Linked DNA regions of Zea mays: regions 1 and 2 are each linked to region 3. Evidence: chromatin contacts called from public Hi-C data. All regions are on one chromosome and are shown on one strand. The core of a region is the stretch at or near the end of the contact, and the rest is flanking DNA. Distances in the headings are between cores, read along the strand shown. Region 1 has its middle 70 kb from the start of LOC109945197. Region 2 holds the start of LOC100273094. Region 3 holds the start of LOC103642983 (brassinosteroid LRR receptor kinase BRI1).

Region 1 (4,800 bases), core at 241-2,740, 140 kb before region 3:
TGGCGCTACAGTCGGAGTGGCGCAGGCGGCGCTGTCCTTCTGTCAGACTGGTCAGTGGAGCGGTGGAGTGACGGCGGTCACCTCGGCTCTGCCGGAGGCGCGTGTCAGGATAGAGGTGTCAGGCCTCCTGTGCGTTAAATGCCCCTGCAATTTGGTCAGTCGGTGTGGTGATTTAGTCAAGGTTGCTTCTGAGCGAAGCCAAGGCCTTGGGCGAGCCGGTGATGTGTCCGCCATAAAAAGGGGGCCTCGGGCGAGACGGAAGTCTCTCGAGGTCGGCTGCCTTCGGCCGAGGCTAGGCTCGGGTGAAGCGTGATCGAGTCACTCGTGTGGACTGATCCCTGACTTAATCATGCCCATCAGGCCTTTGCAGCTTTATGCTGATGGGGGTTACCAGCTGAGAATTAGGCGTCTTGAGGGTACCCCTAATTATGGTCCCCGACAAATCCCCGATGGGTTACGATCTTAGATGGACTTTTGTTACACCATCATAGAAGTTGCAACGAATGAACGCCTTGAGTGATGAGTTATATTTGGAATATGTACCTTTGCAACTATATTATTCCCTAAGTTCTTTAAAATGACTAGTAGTTTGCTTTGCACAACCATGTATACATTGTGGTATATGATAAGATAGAAAATTATAGCACGCCAACCTCATCCACCATCATTATTCCTGATGGATAATGAGACATATATCTTGAAGAATATGTTTGAGTTACGAGGAGTAACGACTTTGACATATGTTATCGTGAGGGGAACAAATGCTTAATATTGATAATAATTGTGAGATATTGAATGTCATATTGTATGCCCCAAAGGCGTCAAGTTGATGATCAATATGTAAACCTTTATGAAAGTTTATTATATTTGTTGTATTGTTTTTTCCTTGACGAGTTTTACTGAAGTTTCGCACATATGGATTTTAACGAGGCAATAGAGTGCAAATGCAATATGTGTCACCATGCTCTCTTTCTTCATATTTTCCCACTATATTTTTGAGAGTTTTAATGAGGCATGTGTTGGTCGCGGTATTCGTCCTAAGAGAGTGTTAAAAAGCACTAATGGAGAAAGTGATCTGTGGTAATCTAGTTCTCAGCACGATCAACCAACAGTCCAAAACCACCTAGGTTAGTTATGAGATAGCCAATAGGCGTGTGATGAGTGACCTGACGGACCTGGACTGCTCGGGTTTGGTCGACTGAGTTCACCAGTGTATTTAGCTGTACAAAATACTGTATATATGATGTACTTCCTCCGTTTTTTTTATTTGTCGCTGGATAGTGTAATTTTGCACTATCCAGCGACAAATAAAAAGAAACGGAGGGAATATATTACTTTCTCCATTCTTTTTATTTGTCGCGTTAACGGAGTTAGTACTATAAACGATGTAGAGTTTGAAATGCACGTTGGAATACATGGGCTAGTACTCAGCCTTGAGTGCGTTCCGCCCAAGTGAGCGTGCAAGTACAGCCCACAGCCCACAAGAAAGTGGTGGCCTTTGGGCTGTTCTGGTGATGATCATGTCGAGTGCGGCTAAAAGTTCCAGTTTCTGTCTACGCCCTAAAATAGCAATAATGGGCTCACGTAATTAAAAGCAGCGCTAGGCCATGTGCCAAGTTTGGTTGCCGTTGCCTATCTTCTATCCTTGAGTCCCGAGAAAAAAAACATTGTAGTCCTAAATTAAGTAAAATAGGGACTCAGAACTGTAAATGACTGTTTAACACTATTTGTAAAATAAAATTTAAAATATGAGATAAAATAGAGAATAAGATAAAGGATCTGCCGAAGATAGCCTAAGTGTAAGTTAATTATCCATTCTATATGAATTCAGATTTTCATAAAACTATTTTAAATCAATATTCTATTAAAAAAGTTTTAGATGCCGAATCAGATGACTTCATGAGATTGATTGGCTGGTAGGTTGTATTCTGGTTCACGTAATGTTATCTTTTCATAAAAATATATAAATAAAAGTATTCTTAAAAATCAGAACTTTCCGTGAAAAAGCAACTGAAATATAGTATATTTTAATTTATACCGTTCAAAAAAACATGAACTAAATGACAGAGTTGCTAATTAAGAAGAGGGCAAGAAACAAAATCCATGCGAAACTACACATATGTTGTTTCCATCGTTTAGTTTGGAAACATAAATTCCCTCTGAGATTCTCATTGATTAAGAGGGAAATCAACTCATTTTCTATTCAATTCTCAGAATTCCGGAGGAGATTTAAGTTACTCAATCCACGGGAATTTTAGAGAAAATTTAAGTTTCCAAACTAGCCCTTATGAAGGAAAGCTGAAATATTTCAGGTCTGAAACTGATACCATAGTACCTTTGAAAGTGTTTCAAGTGGTTCTAGAGAGAAACATATCTTACCATTTCGAGGAAATTTCAACGGTGAATATGTACGGGATGGATCGCGAGATCGAGAACTGAAGTTAAACACATAAAGGACACGAGAGGGCTCACAATACAATATATTACCCTTGAAAGCTCCCTTGTGAGTTTTGGTGGTTTGGATGACAACGCAATTAAAGGACTAAAAGGAGGTACTAAGTGTTAAACATGTACTTAGTGCAAAGGTTACATGGTTCAACATAAGTGAACAAGTGTGATGGTCAAAAAGAATGGAATGTTTATGGATAATGGATGTCACAAGTAAGATGAACTTTATCTAAGTGAGACTTGATGTGCATAACTTGGAGACAACTGATCAAGCCAAGGATGGATGCAAGAAGAGATTTGAGGCACCGAGTGCACAGGAGAAGGTCAAGGAGGCTAAGGAACCCAAAGCCAAGGGTGAAAAAGAAGACTTCCAAAGTGAAGGGTTTAGGGTTTAGGGTTGAGAAGAGATATGGTGCATCGATGATCATGACTTAAGGACATGACTTATAACCAATGAGGTAATACCTATGGTTATAACCAACAAGGCTCACGATCAAGCTCAAGAAGTGAACAAGGTCACAAGAAGGTGTAGTGTCAAAGCCAGAACCTAGAAGCGGCCCTAAAGAGCTAAGTTCACTTTGACCTTTAGTTTGGGTTGTTCCTGTGTTTGGATATTTTCTATGTGACCTTTACAGTGTGTTGCAGCTGATATATGTCAATCTAGATCAAGTCAAGTTGACTTGATGGTTTGGAGTCCAAGCTCGACCTCGAACATGCCAAAATGGGTAAAGCAATGAAAAATGTTAAGTATGTAAGGTTTGAGTGTTCAGCTATGTTGCATACACCTTTTACTACATGTTTGGTACTCCGGTTTGCTCTCTAATTCTTTTTGTAGAGAAAGAGGTAACTTTAGACTATGTTTGGGAAAAACAGAAAAGTTGGGAGAAGAATTGGAAAGAGGTAACTTTTTGGGACTAAATCAATTGGATTATACTCTAAATGTGTTTGTCTAAGTCTCAGAAAAGTCATCCCAAAAGTTGAAGTCAAATGGAGAAAGAATGGAGGAAAAATCACTTGGTGTGCTAATGGTTGGCGCACAGGACAATGAATAGTAACATGTCCAGTGCACAGGACAGTGAATAGTAATCTTAGAGGTGCACAGTTCAGTGAATAGTAAAGTATCATGTGCACATGCTAGTGAATAGTAACTAGTCCGGTGCACAAGCCAGTGAATAGCCTAATTTTGTTCCAACGGCTATGGGAGGCCTTCTGGCTATAAAAGGATCCCCTAGACACCCATATTTAAGAGCCCAAGTCTCCCAAGTGCAACAACAAATTGTAGACACATTGCGAATCATTTTTGTCTCCCTCTATTGTGTATTCCTCTCTAGTTTGTGTTTTGGCATAGTTATAAGCCAAGAGAGAGTGTTGCTGCAATTTAGAGCAAGGTCTTGAGCATACTGTTACTTTTCCAGAGAGCTACCGACATCTATGACATCACTGACTTTGTGTAACTCGGCATCGACATAAAGGAAGCATCGATCTACCACATAGTAATAGATCTGAGCAAACAGAGGAAGGAATTGAAATAGACTCCAAGCCAAGTTGGCTAACTCCAACGTGGACTAGACAAGCATTTCACGCTTGGGCGAACCATAGGAAAAAATTCATGTGTCTCGTGTTCTCTTGTTGAGATGTTCTTTGTCTCTCTCTCTCTCTCTTTGATTGCTTCTTTTACACTTCTATGCCTACCGTTGGTATAGGTTATTTTTTTGAAGTGCATGCTATCTTGAGTCGTGTACTCTGATTCTCCTGCTACTACTCGAAGTGATCTTCATTCCGTTGCGATTCATTCTTCGTGTAGAGTAAGATTTCTAAGTTTTCGGGTTAAATTTTTATTCGCCTATTCACCCCCTATAGGCGACATCCAGATCATGTTCCCGGGCAAAGGGAACTTTCAACCCTACGCCCAGTGTGTTGTGGTATCTATTGCTTATGCAATGATGATCAAGGGGAGAAACATTTTGTTTCAGAAAGCTTATCTAGCCATCAACTAGATAAACATGGAGATCGACCTATGACGATCCTCCTTACAAACATGGATATGTACCTCTATCTTTACCTGTGAATTCCCTTATAAGTCAGGATATACGATTGTTATAAAGATATCATCCTTATCGTAAATCATCATCTTCTCTTATTGCTTCATGTGTGTTGATCCTATTCTGGTATGTGGGTCAATCCAACTGGTGTCCGAGTTCCTTGGTTGAGTCTAAGTCACCTTGTATGAGTCTCTCAACCAAGTCCGGGTTACTGAGAGCACCTAGAGGGGGGGTGAATAGGTGATCCTGTGAAACTTGAAAACTTAAGCCACAAAACTTGGTTAATCGTTAGCACAATAATTGCCAAGTG
Region 2 (4,463 bases), core at 601-3,100, 230 kb before region 3:
AATATTTTTGTTCTATATTCAATTCTTATCTTTTCAGGCTATTTTTTTTTACTAAAGATAACTAATACGGTTACTAAACTACTAAATTTTGGTTGATTTTATTAAGTAAGTTAGGTGACATTTCTTTTAGTTACTAACTAAATCAATTTTACATTTATTCTTTAGAAACACTTAGCGAATAATGATAAAATGACCTCTAGTTTTGACACATAACTACCCTCCACTAAAATAACTTGCATAAATAATTCTAGGATTTTATGAGGACTTTAAATGTGGACCCATATCAAGTCCTTTGAAATATTTGTGTAAGTTATGAGTCCGTATTTTAAGCCCTCAGAAAACACCAAAAATATTTGTATAAGTTCTTTTACTAGAGAGGAGGGCCGTGTAAAAATATGAGATCTTTTTATTACTGTTTTCTAAGTGTTTCTAAAAAATAAATTTAGTTAGTAATATGAAGAAAGACCCCTTAAATTGCTTAATAAAATCAACCAAAATTTTAGTAATTTAGTAACTGTATTAGTTATCTCTATTAAAAGTCTTAGCTAGGAAAGATAAGAAATGAATCTAGAATAAAAATATTAAACTCTTTTTATATAGTTTTTGTTTTTAATAATTAAGCTGCTACTTCTAAAATTTCATAAAAATTAGAGCAATTGTTGTGCAAAATTATATAAGTTTTAGATACTGCTAGATAATGGAATTAAAATAGATAAAACTGGTGTCACTGTGGCAATACCTATCATCAAAACCATTCACTAAAACCTCTCAAGGGGTTATTTGCTCAATTTTGTAAAATTGAGCGGGTTAACAGTTGGTTTTGAAGGGTGAAGTAAACTACCCTCTAAAAATGAGGAGGTTATATAGACTTTGATTGCAGCATGTAATAATAATAAATATATATCTATATCAAATATTATATGTTCATCTATTTTTCCGTCCATAACTTCCTAAGTATAATTCTAGTGATACATGATTCAGACTCATGACTCATTCTCATACGAGTTAGACCTCATATACAACTAGATGAATACAAAGTCCGGTATTAATACAAATTGGATTGTGATTAAGTATCAGGCATGTGAACCACACTCATGATCATGACTTATTATCATACGAGTTAGAACGTATCACATCTAACGTAGCGATGATATGAAGTACTACAAGTAATGGGTTTCGTTGCAAGACAAATATGTGTGCTAGTTAGAGATAAAAAGTCCTGTTCTGTAGGTATCTTAGGTTTATGACAAATTGCTAGGCTACAACTAAATGAAGATGCTGCGGTTGATTATATACTTGGGGTTGATGATTATTGTAGAATAAAGTGAATATTGTTTTGTTATGCGAGGATGTATATTTGGGTATATTGTTATAGCTGTTTAGGATCAGATAAGGTTTAATATTAATATAGCGATTTTTTAGTTTTAAAAATAGTTTTATAGTTGATTTATGCTACTAAGGCACATCTAAAAATAAAAATCAAAATTCTAGAGACGATAGATTTACACAAACCGTCAATTCGACAGAACCATTAAGGTTTGTTTGAAAACAAGTGTAACAGAGAGGATTGAGAGGGTTATAATCTCTAATTATTGAGGGGTAGAATCCCCTTCAATTTCCTCCGTTACACTCAAACAAGCACTCAGTCTAAAATTCTCAATTTTCACTCGCCTTTCGTACCGACAAAAACTAAAAACACAGTGAATATATGTTTAATACTGGCGTTATGGAGCTTTCATTAAACTAGTGTCATCAGTCAGCATCAGCATCATGTTCAGCCAGGACTCATGATGGGAGACAAGGGAGGCGAGCAGTGCCTGCCCCCCCTGCATTGTAGCCTTAAAACGAGTATATAGCTCCACCCCTGGATATGTTAGATACATACACCACGTTTTTGAGAAATCGGAGCAGAGATACACAATAATGGAGGCGGCAGGTGGAGAGCAGCACGAAACACGACGACGTGCAGGTGCAGGCCTCGCCCTCCTGGGCGTCGTCTACTCATCGCTGCTCCTGAACGCCATCTTCGTCGCGCACCACTTCCTCTCGCCGTCCCGGCTGCTGCTCCGTGACGACGGGTGCGGGTGCGGGCTCACCTGGTCTCTGCAGGCGGCCAGGGAGGCCGAGGCGGTGGCCGCCGTGGAGTGCTCGGGCCACGGGCAGGTGTTCGTCGATGGCGTCGCCGGCGAGGACGGGCGGCCCGGGTGCGAGTGCAACAGCTGCTTCGGCGGGCCGGACTGCTCCCTTCGCACGCCCAACTGCACCGCCGACGCCGACAGGCATACGCGCTTCTCCTTGCCTTGCTTGCTTGTTTCAGCTGGGGCACTCGATAAGTCTCTCCCGGTCCACGATGGACGCATAATTATTTTTCCTTTTCTGAGTATTATTAGGTTGAAGCAAATTCTACTTTAGGTTTTGTTTAGATACTTACTTCAGTTCACAGATATTGAGGTGGATTTATGTGGAATTTAAGCCAAACATAGTTGTTGTTTGGTTCCATTCCATCACGGCAACCTTGACACAAATGGAGCGTCAACGGGGTCGGGAAGCAGATTTTTCTCTCTTCTTTTATCAGGATGGTTCTTATTAATAAGGATTAGTTTGGAGAAAAATATCAGAAAGGATTAGAGGATTAAAATCTTTTTTTATTTAAAATTAAATAAGAATAAGATTTTAGCTTCTTTAACCCCTCCGATTTTGTGGCTTTTAAACCAGCTCTAATAGTAAGTTTTCGTGGTAAAGTAATAAACGATTGAAATCGAATGAGATAGAGAAGGAAACGATTAATTCGGTTGCTGATTTGCTTATAATTCTACGCATAGCAGCAAAGGAATCTTTGCACGTCGCAATTTCCGGGCACCACTTTACAATCCTGTTTTCCGCCGATTAAAAAAGTCTGCCACCTGCAAGCTTGCTCCGGCTAAATAGATGCAAACAGTTTCCGCTATTAAATAGTACCAGTGCTAACAGTGGTACTGTGCTGACCATATTGTGTTGTTTGTGGCACCAGCGGGAACCCGTTGTTCCTGGAGCCGTACTGGCGGCGTCACGCGGCGGCCAGCGCCGTGGTGTTCTCCGGGTGGCACCGCATGAGCTACACCACCACGGGCGGGTTCCAGTCGGTGGAGCTGGAGCGCCAGATCCGGCGCCTGCACGGGGCCGTCGGTAACGCCGTCGCGGACGACAAGCACCTGGTCTTCGCCAGCGGCTCCCTGCAGCTCATCAACGCGCTGGTGCACGCGCTGTCGCCGGACGCCACGGCCGCCTCGCCACCGTCCAGAGTGGTCGCGGCCGCGCCGTACTACCCGGTCGGTGTTCAGCCTTTTGAATCATCCATCACACTGCATCATCATCAACGGGCTAAACTAAAACTTCAAGTCTGACAAGTCATTTTCTGCTGCTGAATGAATCCCATACGGATGTGTACATGTGCCGTGGTGCAGGCGTACAGACAGCAAACCTCCATGTTCGACGGCCGCGAGTACAGATGGGCCGGAACCACGGCCTTGTGGGCCAACTCGTCACGGGCGAACTCCACCGACGGCACCTTCATCGAGTTCGTCACGTCGCCTAACAACCCAGACGCCCTGCTCCGCGAGCCCGTCCTCCGCGGCTCGGCGGCGGCGATCGTCGACCACGCGTACTACTGGCCGCACTTCACGCACATCCCGGCGCCGGCCGACGAGGACATCATGATGTTCACCGTCTCCAAGCCATCCGGACATGCTGGAAGCAGATTCGGGTATGTCTGCATATACGAATCCATGGGCAGGCCGAGTGACATTCACCTGACCCTGACCTACCTCATGCTTGCCGCATTGCATTGCGCACCGGCCGCAGATGGGCGCTGATCAGGGACGACGAGGTGGCCAAGCGGGCTTTAGAGTACCTGAGGGACAGCAACATGGGCGCGTCGCGGGACACCCAGCTGCGGATGCTGGGGATCTTCAAGTTCATGCTGGCCAACCTGCGCGGCAAGGACGACATCTTCGCCTTCGGCCACGACGTGATGAGGAGCAGGTGGCTCAGGCTGAGCGCCGCCGTGTCGCGGACCCGCCGCATCACGCTGCAGAAGATCGCGCCCCAGTACTGCACGTACTTCGGCCGGGTCAGAGAGCCATCCCCAGGTGAGTGAGCTTATTTGGGAGACAGGAACGGAGCTCGATCGAAATCGCACGTCTGATGACGGCACTAACAGCTAGCCGGTGACTGTCTGTGAACAGCCTACGCATGGGTCAAGTGCGAGATGGAGGAAGACGAAGACTGCTACGAGGCGCTGCTGAAGGCGAACATCATCACGCGCAGCGGCGTCCAGTATGAGGCGAGCAGCAGGTACACGAGGATCAGCCTCCTCAAGTCGGACGACGACTTCGACGTGCTCATGGAGAGGCTTGAAGATCTTGTCGATGCCGACAAGTACGACGATTCCAACGGTTCGAGCTCAATGTAGCAACGGTAATCCA
Region 3 (5,062 bases), core at 1,240-3,739:
CTTCTTGCACTCAACAACTATGATGACAATTCCAACTATACAGAACAGCGAGAACAAGAGTCCCATAGCAACACTACCCGCGAGTGAAGCCTGGTTCCGGTGGGATCGGTGGCCATCGGAAGAACTTGAGCCAGCATTGTGCCCGCATGGCAACAGTGGGAAGCCACAAAGACCAGAGTTATTCTCATATGAAATCTTCGGGAATGTGAACAGCGAACCGAGCTCTGGAATTGAACCATTCAACTGATTATTTGAAAGGTTGATCTCCGACAAGGACAACGTCGAGAAAGAGTTGGGAATAGGCCCTTCCAACTGGTTGTGTGACAGGTCGAGTACAGCAAGCTTCTTGGCACCAGCTAGTTCTGGTGGGATGACGCCAGACAGCAAGTTGTGGCCAAGATTCAGGATCATGAGGTAGTACATGTTCCCAAGCTCCTTTGGGATCTCTGAGTCAAGCTGATTAAATGACAAATCCAGAAATATCATGGAGCCATTCTTATTGAAGGTATACTCGGTGCTCCCCATGTACACCCGAGTGAAGTTGCACAGCTCCTTGCTCGGCATCCGACTGAGCTCTTCAGGTCGGATACTGGTGAACTCTAGCAAGCTCCCCTTGCCATGGCACTCGCTGCTCAGCTCGTCATTGCGAAGATACACATACGGCCGCCCAATGACAAGACCGATGTTCATCTTCCCAGACTGCTTTGCCAGTTCCGCCGGTATTGACCCGTTAAGCTGGTTGCTGTTCAGGTCCAGCCAGACCAAACTCTGGCAGTTGCCGAGCTCAGCCGGTATTGGTCCGGAGAAGGAATTGTTGCTCAGCTTCAAGATGGCCAAGTTACTGAGCTGCCCAAGCCAAGCCGGGATCGGACCAGACAGCTGGTTGCTTGCCAAGGATATCCAGTTCAGCTCCTTGCACTTGGAGAGTTCCGGCGGGATGCTGCCGGTGAGCCCGTTGTAGTCGAGGATGAGATGCTCGAGCTTATCCAAATTTTCCAGGGACGCCGGAATCTCGCCCTCCAAGAAGTTCTGCCAAAGAATGAGGTCCCGGAGCTCCCCGAGCTTCCCGAGGGATGCCGGGAGGGTGCCGTTGATGTTGTTGAGGCTGAGATCGAGAGATTCGAGCCTGGTGCAGTTGGAGATTGACTCAGGGATGGCGCCGGAGAGGTAGTTGTTCTGGAGGTACAGCATGCGGAGGCTGGAGTTGGGGCCTTGGCAGATGGACGAAGGGATGGTGCCGGAGAAGGTGTTGGAGCTGAGGTCCAGCACGTCGAGCTCCGGCAGCGCTGCCAAGGAGTCCGGAATACTGCCGTTGAAGTGGTTGAAGGAGAGGGCGACCACCTTGAGCTGCTGTAGCTCGGTGAAAGCGTCGGCGGGGAGGTCGCTGGAGAAGTTGTTGTTTGAGAGGTTGAGTCCGGCGAGCGAGGTGAGGGCGGCGACGTCCGGCGGGAACGGGCCGACCAGGTGGTTGCCTGAGAGGTTGAGCGTTCTCAGACCACGGCAGTCAGCGAGAGTCCTGCCGGCCACCTCGCCGGCGATGAGGTTGCCGGAGAGGTCGAGGTACTCCAGCCCAGAGCAGTTGGTGAACTCCGGCAGGCTAGAGATCTTGTTCCCGGAGAGGTCCAGTTGGCGGACTGCTCCGACGCCGGCGCCCACCATCCACCGGAGGTCGCCATCGCCGGAGATCTTGTTGCCGGACAAGTCGAGAGCGTCTAGCCGGGCAAATCCGGAGGCGACAACGCCGGCAGACCTCGGCCCACCAATCGAACCGCCGGAGAGGTTCAGCGCGCTAAGCCCGGCGCAGGCAGCGACAAGCGCCTCGACGTCGGAGACGGAGCCCCGCAGGCCGGCATTCGCTGACAGGTCGAGCGACTGCAGCTTGGCCCCGCACCTCGGCACCGCGGCCAGCGTGCCGCTGACGTTGGCGCCGCGCAGGCTGAGCGTCTCGAGGCTGGCCAGCTGCAGCAGGGTGGCCGCGACGGCCCGGAAGTCGGCATTGAGCGGGACGGCGGCGAGCGACAGCGACGTGAGCCGCCCGCCCCTGCAGCCGGCGCCTGGGAACCTGCAGGCGCCATCGCTGGCGCTCCACCCGCGGAGGTCCGTGGCCTGGCTCGGCACGGCCTCCTTGAACTGCTCCAGCAGCTGGGCATCGTCGGCGGCCGCCGCCGCCACGACGACGACGAAGAGTGCCACTACAGCGAACAGCCCCGGAGATTCCATGAACTAGCGCGCTACCTTAAAACCATTAAAGAAGCGGGTCGGCCGACGGGGGAGGAGCCGACGAGATGGTAGGAGAGGGAGAGGTGATGAGCGGAGGTGGGAGTGTGGAGGAATGGGCTGCTATACCTAGAGAGAGGAGCAGGAAGAAAGAAGCAACAGTGTAAAGACAGAGAGAGAGGGGGAGCGCAGGAGACGGGAAGCAAATTAACAGCTGTAGGTGAGGGAAGGGCGGGAGAGAGTGGTGGTGGGGTCACGTCACATGGCATGTGCCCCCTGCCCTCGACTGCTCGCCCTCATCGCGAATCGCTGCCTAATTAGCCCGAGGGCCGAGCGAGATTAGTCTTCTAAACCACGGCGCTTATCCGCTGCCCGCGGCGAGGTTAATCCCGATCGGATCCGACGGCGGAGGGCCGCGCCGGTTGGGACAGGCAGTGCTCTGCTCGAGACGGAGTCACGTGCCCGCCAGGCGCCAGCCGCGGCCTCCGGGGCTCGTCAATCCGCGCGCCACTCCACCACCCGCGGGCGGGCATGGGCAGTTCGGGGTCGCGGTCCGAGCGTGCGGGATCCCTGGCGGGCGTGGAGGGAGGCGGACGCGTGGGCCGCGTTGCTTCGCCGAGTGTTTTTTTGTCTTCACGCCCGTAGCGCGAGTGGGCTGGTAGATCCGATCCGGGGCGGAGGAGCGCGTGCGGTCGACGCTGCGCCGTGCCACCTTTCCGGTGTGAGCCGAGCGTGTGTTATGATGGCGAGGCCGTGAGAGTGGATAAGGTCCCGTTATAAGCCGGCAGCCGAGCGTGTGTTTGTTCGATCGGCGACACTGCCCGCACCCAGGAATGCCAAGGCTAATGCGCATGATAATTTGAACTCTACTCCGTTTTGAATCATTTTGAATTTGAATCATTTTGCATTATAGGTCACTCTTTCGTCGACCCGTGCAGAATTCTAGTCCCGTTTAGAAGAGTTCGGTTATTTAAGTCTATCTCCAGCAGACTCTCTATCTCACTTATGATTCCAGTTTCTATTTTAAACTTTACTCTGTAAATAGTGTAATCTACAGTGCAAAACAGTAATTTACTCGACCTGCTGGAGATGACCGGGCTTCTTTGAATGACTCCTGGCCGGAGCTATCTGGTCCAGGCTTCTATTTCAGATGTCTGATTTCAGTCGCTTGAGCTAAGATGGTTGCCTAGTCAGCATGCTGTCTGGCAGGGACAACCAAACAAACCTTCGCGCTTAGGCTAACTCGAGCAACCTTCCTATGTTACTTACTATTTTAAACTCAACGCTGTAAACAGTGCAATATACAGTACACAATAGTATTTTGCATGCTTCTATCTATGCTCTGTTGGAGATGGGCCTACGCTCGACTCATTGATTATATGATAGATCGATAGAGTGATTTTATTATAATACTAGGAGGGAGAGGGTAAGGAGCTAAGACTATCTTCAACAACTTACTGATCTCGTCTTTTATTTGATCTATAGTGCAGTGTTTTACACGGCCACATGTACGGTCTGTTAGCCATGGCCTCACAAATAGAATATAGTGCAGTGGACGAAGTGAAAAAGATTTTTAGCTCATGGCTTCTAGAATACATAGAGATAAATAGATTCACTTATAGTCCACATCTAAATCAGTTTACATTTTAAGCATTTGACTAGTTGAAGATGTTTTCGTTCTAAGAAATTGAAAGGGAAGCTCTTCCAAACCACTCCTTAGAAGACATATATCTTATATCATAACTTAGTATTGATATTTTTTTATCTTTCAGTTAAGTTAAAATCCTTGTATTTTGTTGTAACTTTATTAAGTCTTCTTATCTATTTCATGGGGAAAAAATCGTATGTCGCTCTTTTTTATGTGATACTAGAGCATGGATAGTCATGTATCTTTTATTTTCTTCATAGAACTTTTAGAATTTATAATTTTTACCATGACTAGTAAAAACTAATGTAAAACTTCTACTTACAAATTACAGGACTTCTTTTTTCTAAATCAACATGTATTTAGTTGAAATCTAATTAAGCACTTGATTTACCTTTTTGTTTTTTAATGTAATGGTAAAAGCTTTGTCTTTCAATAATAAGGCATGTATATGGTAGAAGCTTGATTTACACTGTAGCATCTTCCTGAGGATGTTCATTTCATGTTCTGATGACTTCATGAGATGGATAATTTTGATCGTCAACATATGGCTCCTATTTTTCAAAATAGGTGAGGTTCAAGTGAACCTAAAAACATAATGGCACTAAATAGCAACAATGTCCAAGTCATTGCTAACTTAGCATCTAATGACTATGTAGACATCGGTCATGTTTTATTTTTAAGGGTGATACATGTATTAGCCATTATATGAGCATCACTTAGGCTTCTCTTGGTGGATGATCACTTTGCAAGTTGCAACGTCCCTAACAAATGTGAATCTCAAACTAATATGACCATTTCACACAAACATACATGTGCTAGCGAATGCTCAAACTAAACATATGTGCAAGTTTGTGAAGTGGAAGCCTTTTGATGTAGTTTAAGCATTCCAATGTAGATGTTCACAACTAAAATAGAATATAACATATGCAAGCATGAAATCAATCAAGTGCTAATCAACGGTAAACAGGGTGAACTACCCATACAACGACCACTCATCATGCTAAACTTGTTTTTTGATATAATTTCAATCAAGCTATCATAGTGCGCAACATGCAACATGACACAAGAGTTAGGCAAAGCATTGTCAAGTCTAAAACAAACTACACATCATCCATCAACATCTCAAGTCTAAATCAAACTACATATCATCCATCAAATGTCCGAAACAAACTACCAAACACCTGTTTAAATGAGTGT

The links. Hi-C and Micro-C count contacts between places; a contact is called where the count stands out from the background.
Region 1: a Hi-C map of leaf shows a contact between it and region 3, with 4 times the contacts expected there. The contact joins the enhancer-like site here to the promoter of LOC103642983 in region 3. A contact is called at or near these places in 6 of 25 Hi-C or Micro-C datasets (bundle sheath, ear, leaf and 2 more).
Region 2: a contact with region 3 is called in a Hi-C map of leaf, with 6 times the contacts expected there. The contact joins the promoter of LOC100273094 here to the promoter of LOC103642983 in region 3. A contact is called at or near these places in 4 of 25 Hi-C or Micro-C datasets (ear, leaf and tassel).

Annotation. Positions count from the first base shown.
Region 1 is chr3:207,947,816-207,952,615 of Zm-B73-REFERENCE-NAM-5.0, reverse strand. No RefSeq gene overlaps it. Among protein-coding and RNA genes, the nearest start is that of LOC109945197, 70 kb to the right of the region's middle. Within about 2 kb of position 1,490, at least 16 of the 20 cell types and tissues checked have an H3K27ac peak or open chromatin away from gene starts, as enhancers often do. A contact at or near this core is called in bundle sheath, ear, leaf and 2 more, where this site is marked.
Region 2 is chr3:208,043,871-208,048,333 of Zm-B73-REFERENCE-NAM-5.0, reverse strand. LOC100273094 reads left to right here and starts at 1,850. Exons shown (of 5, transcript NM_001156286.2): 1 at 1,850-2,279; 2 at 3,011-3,308; 3 at 3,444-3,742; 4 at 3,841-4,127; 5 at 4,224-4,463. The coding sequence starts at 1,924. The coding sequence ends at 4,450.
Region 3 is chr3:207,812,253-207,817,314 of Zm-B73-REFERENCE-NAM-5.0, reverse strand. LOC103642983 (brassinosteroid LRR receptor kinase BRI1) reads right to left here and starts at 2,489. Exons shown (of 1, transcript XM_020550489.2): 1 at 1-2,489. The coding sequence starts at 2,220.